Regions from separate parts of the Gossypium hirsutum genome. Here region 2 is linked to region 1. Evidence: chromatin contacts called from public Hi-C data. All regions are on one chromosome and are shown on one strand. The core of a region is the stretch at or near the end of the contact, and the rest is flanking DNA. Distances in the headings are between cores, read along the strand shown.

Region 1 (4,079 bases), core at 58-2,557:
TTTATCTTGCCATATCTAATGTACAAAAAAGACCTTTTCTATAAAGAGCTAGCAAGCAATGTAAAAAGGATCAAACTACTAGACACCCTAAAGTTACTCTAAACAACTTTATACTTACATCCTCAATTTATATATCCTCTTGTTCTTGTTTAACTCTCTTCCTCTTTAGGTGAATTGACATCCGTAAACCAAAGTCATCTCCTTCCCATTCCTTTTCCTGTCGATCCTTATATCAACAAAATAAAAAAATTAAAAGAAAATTGCAATATAAAAAAATGCTTGGAAAATAAAATAAACACGTGAACATATATGCACTTGTCAAAAAATTATTAAATATGCTGATATACTAAATATAAATATATTGCGGGTAAAATCTTAATTTGATTCACACTATTATTGTTGAAATAATTGTATATAAACGTAAATAAACTTTCACTTTTAAGTTTAAATACTGAGAGTTAAGAGTATATAAAAAATCAAAAAAGATAATATATGATATATATGAATTTTGTTTACTTAAAAGATCTACTTGAGTAAAATTGGAGTAATTAATTAATTAATAGATACATGGATGAGTGCAGTTGGCACAAATGTAGAGGTTATAAAACGGTAACGTCATTAAAGACGATCTCTTAGCATACCAACATTTTTATTTTTAACGACAGAGTGATTTGTGTTTGATGAAGGGTGTGCAATCAATCGTTTTCAGTTGACCTCATCCTCCAAAGTAAAAGTCGCATGGATTTCTTAAAGGCTCAGCCCATAAAATGCGTGGGGACTGGGGCGGATATCCACGAGCTACATGAGGAGCTGTCGGCACCACCCCATGCAACCCTCCATAACAAGACAAACCCTTTTTTTTTTTAAAAAACAAATTAGAAATGAATCCAAACTCTGTTATTACATATAAATCGCTACTGCTGATCCTTATGCGTATATATTGGTAAGTTATTTAACTTTAAAAAAAAAAAAAAGAGTTGAAAATGATAATAAGAGAAAGTATTATTTAAAGAGAGAAAGTCAAAGTGGGAATAAGGATTGAGGAGCAGGGTGTTGCAACACCGACGCCTGCCCCAAAGCTCCCCATTTAATGCCTTTAAACTAAAGTCGTTCGAATTTTTTATTCGATGCCAGACCCTTTTGAGCTTTTCTTCTTTCAAAACCTTGGAAATGGTCCTAATTAATTTCCCTTTCTCCATTTCCCTCTAATTTTGCATTGCGTGTTTTGACTTTATTTATTTATTTATTTATTTATTATCAACAGCTTGCATTTGTCTATGCATTTTTCTCCTCTCCATGTATAAAATGCCTCCCTTAACCCTCTCTTCCACCAGCCATTTTTGCAAGTGTTTTGATTTCAGACTGAGTTTGAGGTAACTACATTTCATTCCATTTTTATTTCCCATCATCATATCTTCCATATATAGAGTGTCATAAAAGCTAGTTTTTGTTTGTTTTTGCCTATAGATTTAGTAACTCCAAAATACATATATATAAAAAGTATGGATGAAATTGAGATTCCTTCCCTTTTTCTTTGTCCGATTTCCCTTCAACTAATGAGAGATCCTGTTACCATCTCAACTGGAATAACGTACGATAGAGACAGTATAGAGCAATGGTTGTTTTCATGCAAGAACAAGGTATGTCCGGTAACGAAACAAGTGTTACACGATTCAGATCTAATTCCAAATCACACTCTTCGTCGTTTGATCCAAGCATGGTGCACAGTCAATGCTTCCCATGGAGTTGAAAGAATCCCAACACCGAAGCCTCCCATCGACAAAACCCAGATCGCCAAGCTCCTTAAAGATGCGAAAAAGTTCCCTGAGATGCAAGTCAAATGCCTTAAAAGGCTCAGATCAATCACCCTCGAAGGTGAAAGAAACAGAAGCTGCTTGGAAGCTGCTGGTGCAGTTGAATTCCTTGTATCAATCATCAAGACTTATAATTCTACGTTATTACTTGAAACCGAAAGCAATGAAGGGCCCGAATTTTTAAAAGCCAGCGATGAAGCGTTGAGCATTCTTTATCATATCAAGGTCTCGGAAAGCTGTCTAATAAGTATTATTAGCAATGATTATGAATTTGTGGAGAGTTTAGTGCAAATCCTGAGAAATGATAGCTACCAATCTCGAGCATACGCCACGATGCTGTTGAAGGATATTTTTGAAGTGGCAGATCCAATCCATTTGATCAGCCTTACGCCCGATTTCTTCACCGAAATCGTGCACACGTTGCGTGATCAGATCTCGCAACAAGCCTCCAAGGCAGCATTGAAACTCCTGGTGGAGCTTTGTCCATGGGGAAGGAACAGGATCAAAGCCGTGGAAGGAGGAGCCGTGTTCGTCTTGATCGAGCTTCTTCTCGAAAGCTCCGACAAGAGAGCTTCGGAGCTGGCGATGGTTGTTTTGGACCAGCTCTGTGGTTGCGCCGAAGGGAGGGCGGAGTTCTTGAACCACGGAGCGGGGCTAGCAATGGTGTCGAAGAAAATATTCAGGGTTTCGCATGTGGTAAGCGAGAGGGCAGTGAGGATTCTGTCATCGATTTGCAGGTTTTCAGCAACATCTAGGGTACTTCAAGAGATGTTGCAAGTTGGGGTAGTGGCAAAGCTGTGTTTAGTGCTTCAACTTGATAGTAGTTACAAGACCAAGGAAAAAGCAAGGGAGATGTTGAAGTTGCACTCTAGGGTTTGGAGGAACCATTCTTGTATTCCATCTCATTTGTTGTCTTCTTATCCATCTTCTTGAGATTGGCGCTCTGATTTTTCTTTATTATTGCGTATGTAGATATATCGAAACAAGCATGGGGGAAATTAAATCTGATCTCCATGCAACTAATATTGGAACCATACAAAATTAATAGGCATGAAATATTTGTCTATACGTAGACACTTTCCATGAGAATTTTGTTAATGGAGATATATGTCCACGAATTTTTGTTGAGAATCCGTATAATTTTAGATGAATTTTGTGGTTTTCCTTTTTATCTTTTTCTCTCATGTAAATTTATATTTTTCAAAATATAAGTAATATAAACACACTTTCATATAATATAATTAATATAAAAACACCTAAAAAAATCATATAATTAATATATATTCACTATTTCATATATAGATATGTAAAATAAAATGACTGATTAAGTTAAATATCACAAATATAGTGGTCAGTTCCTCATCGATTACAATCGTATTGACTGATTCACACCATTCTAGTGCTAAAGTAAAACAAGCAACACTCGTTTCCGCTCTAATAAAAATTTTGGACAGTACTAATCACATCGGCCGAAACATGGTTCACCAATCGATGCATGAATAATATTATAAAATATAAAATTTTAAACTATTTACTAATATACTAAATACTCAATTGGAATGTATTGACCAATAAAAAAAATGCTACACTTCAAAGTAATGTGTTTTGGGAAATTTTTTCATATTTAAAATATAAAAAATAAAATATATAATTAAAAAACCACTCACCCAATTATCAAAGAAGAAAATCCTCACTCACACTTCAACTTCTTTTTTCTTTTTAATTTTAGATTTATTGAATGATGAATTTTTATTATGGAGTTTATTAATGAGTGTTTTATATAATTGATGAATTTTTTATATTTAAAATTTATTCAGTGTCATTTATTTGATATTTGTAAATATTGTTAGATACATATATTAATTTTTTTTTTAAAATATTGATAAATCTAAAACTGTATATTAAAATAAACCGATACCAATACATACCAATTCTAGTAGAAAAATAGTGTGTCATCAGTACAATATTGACTGCATCTGAGAAGACTGAAAGAATAATATATATTTTCAAAAAAAAATTTATAATTTTCAAATATTGTTTAGATTTTTAAATATTTTTTTTAGATTTTAACCATCAACGACACATGACATGATCTTAGAATGTCACGTACCTGAAACTTAATGGTGTTAAGAAAAATATCAAAATCCTTGACGGAATAAAAATTTGGGTACCAATTTAGAAAAAATTATAAGTACCAACTTAAGAAAAATGATAAATTCAGGGGCTAAATGAGTATTAACCCTTAAATTTATATCAAGACTACAG
Region 2 (4,324 bases), core at 21-2,520, 140 kb before region 1:
GAAACAATTTCTAACCTAAGAGCTATATTAGAGGAACCAATCCCATGATAGGGAGGCGGGACCATCTGATGCTCAAAAATATGACAAGGGCAATAGCCTGCATGAGGGGTTATTAATGTCTTGATTAGAGGCAATGTAGAATGGACCACCTCTAACTCTAAACGGAAGGCCTGTCTCCAAAACATTGTCTGTTGCTACTCTGTTGAAAAAGCCCAAAGCCTCCTCTTCTTGGTAGCTTCAATTCTCGGAGGTAGATGAACGAGAAATATTGGATAATGAAGTGGATTCTGGTAGACACGTAAAGTTCAGTTGATATCTTCACTATTAAGGCCTTATATCAAATACGCCTCAAAGACAGAATTAAATTATAAACATTTGAAAAGATTAAAATGTAATTTTATTAATTTAAAATTTTTTACAATTTTTAGAGATTAAATTATAAGTTAATCATTTTAAAAGGGTTGTAATTAAATTATAAATTTTTAAAGTTCAAAAGAATAAATTATTACATGAACTTAAAAAATTTTATTATTTTAATAAAAACTAGATAAACATTTGTCATAAGTCAAAACCATTACTTGCCTCTTTGGGCTAATTGTTAACAATTACAACTCCAACCATATTTGATAAACACATGGCTACAAAACTTACCTTCAAAACAATCTTTAGTTGACACATTAATCTTAAGTTAGATGATCCAAAACATAAATGTCTGTTTAAAAATAACATATAATAAAAACTAAAATGTATAATTTGGAACTAATTAATAATAACACATAAAATGTATACAATATCAAAATAAAAATATATATACAATTGTTTATTGTTGTGTTGTTATCAATCCTGAGTTAGTATCGAGTTAATTTATGATACTGACTAAATTAACAATATTATTAATATATACAAACATAAAATTAAATTTATATAACAAATATATTTATTAAATTTTGATATAAAAACTAAAAATTGTTTTGATTTAATTGGTAAAAAAAATTTAGATGCGTGACGTCTTAGTACAAATTTCTCAAATCTTATTATGGATAAATTTTTATTGATTTATAAAAATATAAAAAAAATATTCATATAATTATATAATTTAATTTTTAAATAAAATGATTTTCTTTTGATAATTGAGTGAGATCGGATTTATTTTTGATAATTCATTAAGTGAGATCCAATTGATAGATGACATTTAAGTTTAATAAATGATATAGAGATACAAGTTAATATGATATATATGGGCCTGGACTGGATATTGATGTTGGATAATTGGGCTAATAATTTCGAACCCTTTAATGGAGATGGCGGTGTAGAGTGTAGACTCAATCAGAACTCAGAAGGCTCTAAACCACCAACTTCAAGCCTCCAAACCCTAGAATTCTCGTTTTTTCTGCAATCTTCTCAATCTCCTGGCAAATTCAGTAGGGTATTCTTTTCTTTGGGAGATATTTATCTGAATCTGAATCAAGGAAAAATGGGGAAGAACGAGAAGTCAGGGGTAGGGAGAGCCCTGGTGAAGCATCACAATGCAATGATACAGCAATCCAAAGAGAAGGGAAGGTTTTATAAGAGCCAACATAAGAAAGTATTGGAATCGGTAACCGAAGTTAGCAACATCGATGCTGTCATCGAGCAGGTTGAGGAAGCTGATCAACTTTTCTCTATCCACCACCCCACCCCTAACCCCCTCATCAATTTGTAAGCTTTGCCTAAGTCTTCTTCTTCTTTTTTTTTTTTTACATGATGATATAGGTTTAATATTAGTTGTAAAACAGTAACCGTGTTTTTTAAGTTAGTAGAAGTTTGGGTTTTTTCGTGTAAAGATATTGCCTTTTGAAGTAATTGGTTGGTTGCATATTTGGGTTTTTATTTTTTTATCTTTTTTTTTAAATTTCTGAAAGTTTTTGTTTCTGTTTCTTATGTTTTTAAGGCTTGGACTTTGATTGTAATACCATTTACGTGAGATTCATGGTTGAGGGTACGTCTGTTGCAAGTATTTTTAGGGACTTAGATTGGTTTAATTTATTGTTCAAAGGGCTCTGTTCTATAGGCTAGTAGTATAACTTTTTTGCACTAACATTACCGGAACAATGTTCTTGTGAATTAGTACTTATGCTACTTTGCCTTTTTGAGATTTTATTTAGTCCCATAATCCCATCAATTCCACCATCCCACTATTTTTGGAGATGGTTGCAGGTAAGTATCTAACCCATGTTTAAGTTGAATGTGTTAATCATAGTTTTTGCCCGTATATTTAGTTCCCCTACTTCACTTTTCTGAGCATTCTATATATAGTGAGTGATTCCTGGACTTTTTTCTGTTTCTTTTAAGCTTTACCATGTCCAAGCCAATGCTTTTGATACCAGTACCCAGTGGTTTATCTGATATCTGTTGTTTTTTACTAGGGATGTGAGCTCAAGCATCAGCGATATGACACCTGAAGAAAGAAGAGAACAGCAGAAGAAAGAGGAAGCACTGCATGCTAGTAGTCTCCGAGTTCCGCGCAGGCATGTCTTATTCTTTTGCCAAAACTCAAATCGAGTATCATATGTATGATTGGAAACTAAAGAGTTTTCTTTCTTTTCATATAGGCCACCATGGACTGCAGCAATGTCTGTTGAAGAGCTAGATGCCAATGAGAAGCAAGCGTTCTTAGTTTGGCGCCGGAGCTTAGCAAGGTTAGGCCATGACTAAAATGAACATGATCTTCTTTCCAATTATTTAAAAAAGGGTCAACAGAAAATTATGTGATAAATACTTGCAAAAAATAAATATTTAATTAGGGAAGGACAAGTTGATTAATACTGTCAAGAATATATCCTGCGATAGGTCCAAATGCAGTGTTCAACCAGGTCAGACAAAGTAAATAATAAAATATACCTGCTATAACAAGCCAAATTGAAACAAAAATTTCATCATCTCTATACGATTTGGTGTTGTACATTCAGGGTTAGTTTTCCACTTATGGTTATTTTTCAGGGCTGGCTTAAAGGTCCTTGCCCCTCTACTTTTCTGTGGATGAGAGTGTTTGAATCATGTTTGAAGAGAAGCATACTTTGAATAAGCCTGTTGACATGTGTGAGCATTTTATTATAGGATTGACTCATCATGTTTTATGCATTTTAGATTTGCAAATGTTAGCATATAGAGACTTGGATTGATTGTATTCTCATGCCCTTGTGTTTGTTGCAGACTCGAGGAGAATGAAAAGCTTGTTCTCACTCCATTTGAGAAGAACTTGGATATCTGGAGGCAGCTTTGGCGGGTCCTTGAACGCTGTGATTTGGTAAGATTTTTTGTCTCTTCTAATGAACTTACTGTTTTTTGAAGGTGAAACGTAAATAACTTTCTACATTATGCTTGTCGTTAAACATACGATGAAGTTGCGATAGGTTGATTTTCTTAAAGCAGTGTTGTCTAAGGCACATGAGGCAGTATTGCAGGGTGCAGGTGCTAGATGAAAAACATAAGAAAAACCTTATCTGGAGAAGTGAGTCCCTAATTTCTAACATAAAAAGCTTTATCAATTATCATATACACTCACCCTAGTTCCTACATCCATCTAGAAGTCACTCTGGAACAATATATTCTTATCTATTATTGTAAAACAAGTCTGGAAAATTAAGAAACAAAATGACACTCAAGCCAAGGACCCTTGGAAAAATGTGTTCATTAGGTATATTTCCCTTGAAAAAGAGAATTGGATGAGAGGTGAAAAGGAGAAAAGAGGGAGGGAGGGGGACAAGGCTAGCATGGAGGGAAGGAAAGAGGGGGCTTGGATGCCTCTCTGGACTTACTACTATATTTTTCATGTTTGAAGCAAAGATATGAATGAAAATTGTGTGATGTGTCTTCATTTTTTCCTAATTTTCTCATGGCTTCCTGTATATAATTTAATCCTTGTGCATTTTTCAAGCCGTAAGATCCACCTTACTGATATTCTGATCACATTATATTCTTTCAGCTTGTGATGGTTGTTGATGCAAGGGACCCTCTGTTTTACCGCTGTCCTGATCTTGAGGTAACATACATTTTTCTTATGCAGAATATGTAGTTCTAAAGTAGCTTGAGGTAGGTAGAACTTTTGCAAATTTTAGGTCTTCCAATAAATTAACGAACATTCTGAGATAAATTTAATTATTTATTAGAGGAGGTACGAGGGATTACTTAATATGGTATTGTGTGCTGCTTCTTGAAGCTAGAATGATAACAACTCCAAATTTTGAATGATAAAAGTTTAAGGTCTGATTAATATGAAGACTATTGTTGATCTGCATGTACTAAAGTAGGTTCATTATCATAGAGCATTTAGCATTATTTCTAT

The links. A called contact is a pair of places that touch in the nucleus more often than the background predicts.
Region 2: a contact with region 1 is called in a Hi-C map of leaf, with 2.8 times the contacts expected there. The contact joins the promoter of LOC107889227 here to the promoter of LOC107889224 in region 1. A contact is called at or near these places in 13 of 34 Hi-C or Micro-C datasets (anther, callus, hypocotyl and 2 more).

The regions. Positions count from the first base shown.
Region 1 is chrA09:66,666,996-66,671,074 of Gossypium_hirsutum_v2.1, reverse strand. LOC107889224 (E3 ubiquitin-protein ligase PUB23) reads left to right here and starts at 1,307. Exons shown (of 1, transcript XM_016813577.2): 1 at 1,307-2,976. The coding sequence starts at 1,503. The coding sequence ends at 2,747.
Region 2 is chrA09:66,803,846-66,808,169 of Gossypium_hirsutum_v2.1, reverse strand. It overlaps LOC107889227 (GTPase LSG1-2), which reads left to right and starts at 1,270. Exons shown (of 7, transcript XM_016813582.2): 1 at 1,270-1,698; 2 at 2,406-2,507; 3 at 2,592-2,678; 4 at 3,193-3,286; 5 at 3,965-4,021. The coding sequence starts at 1,475.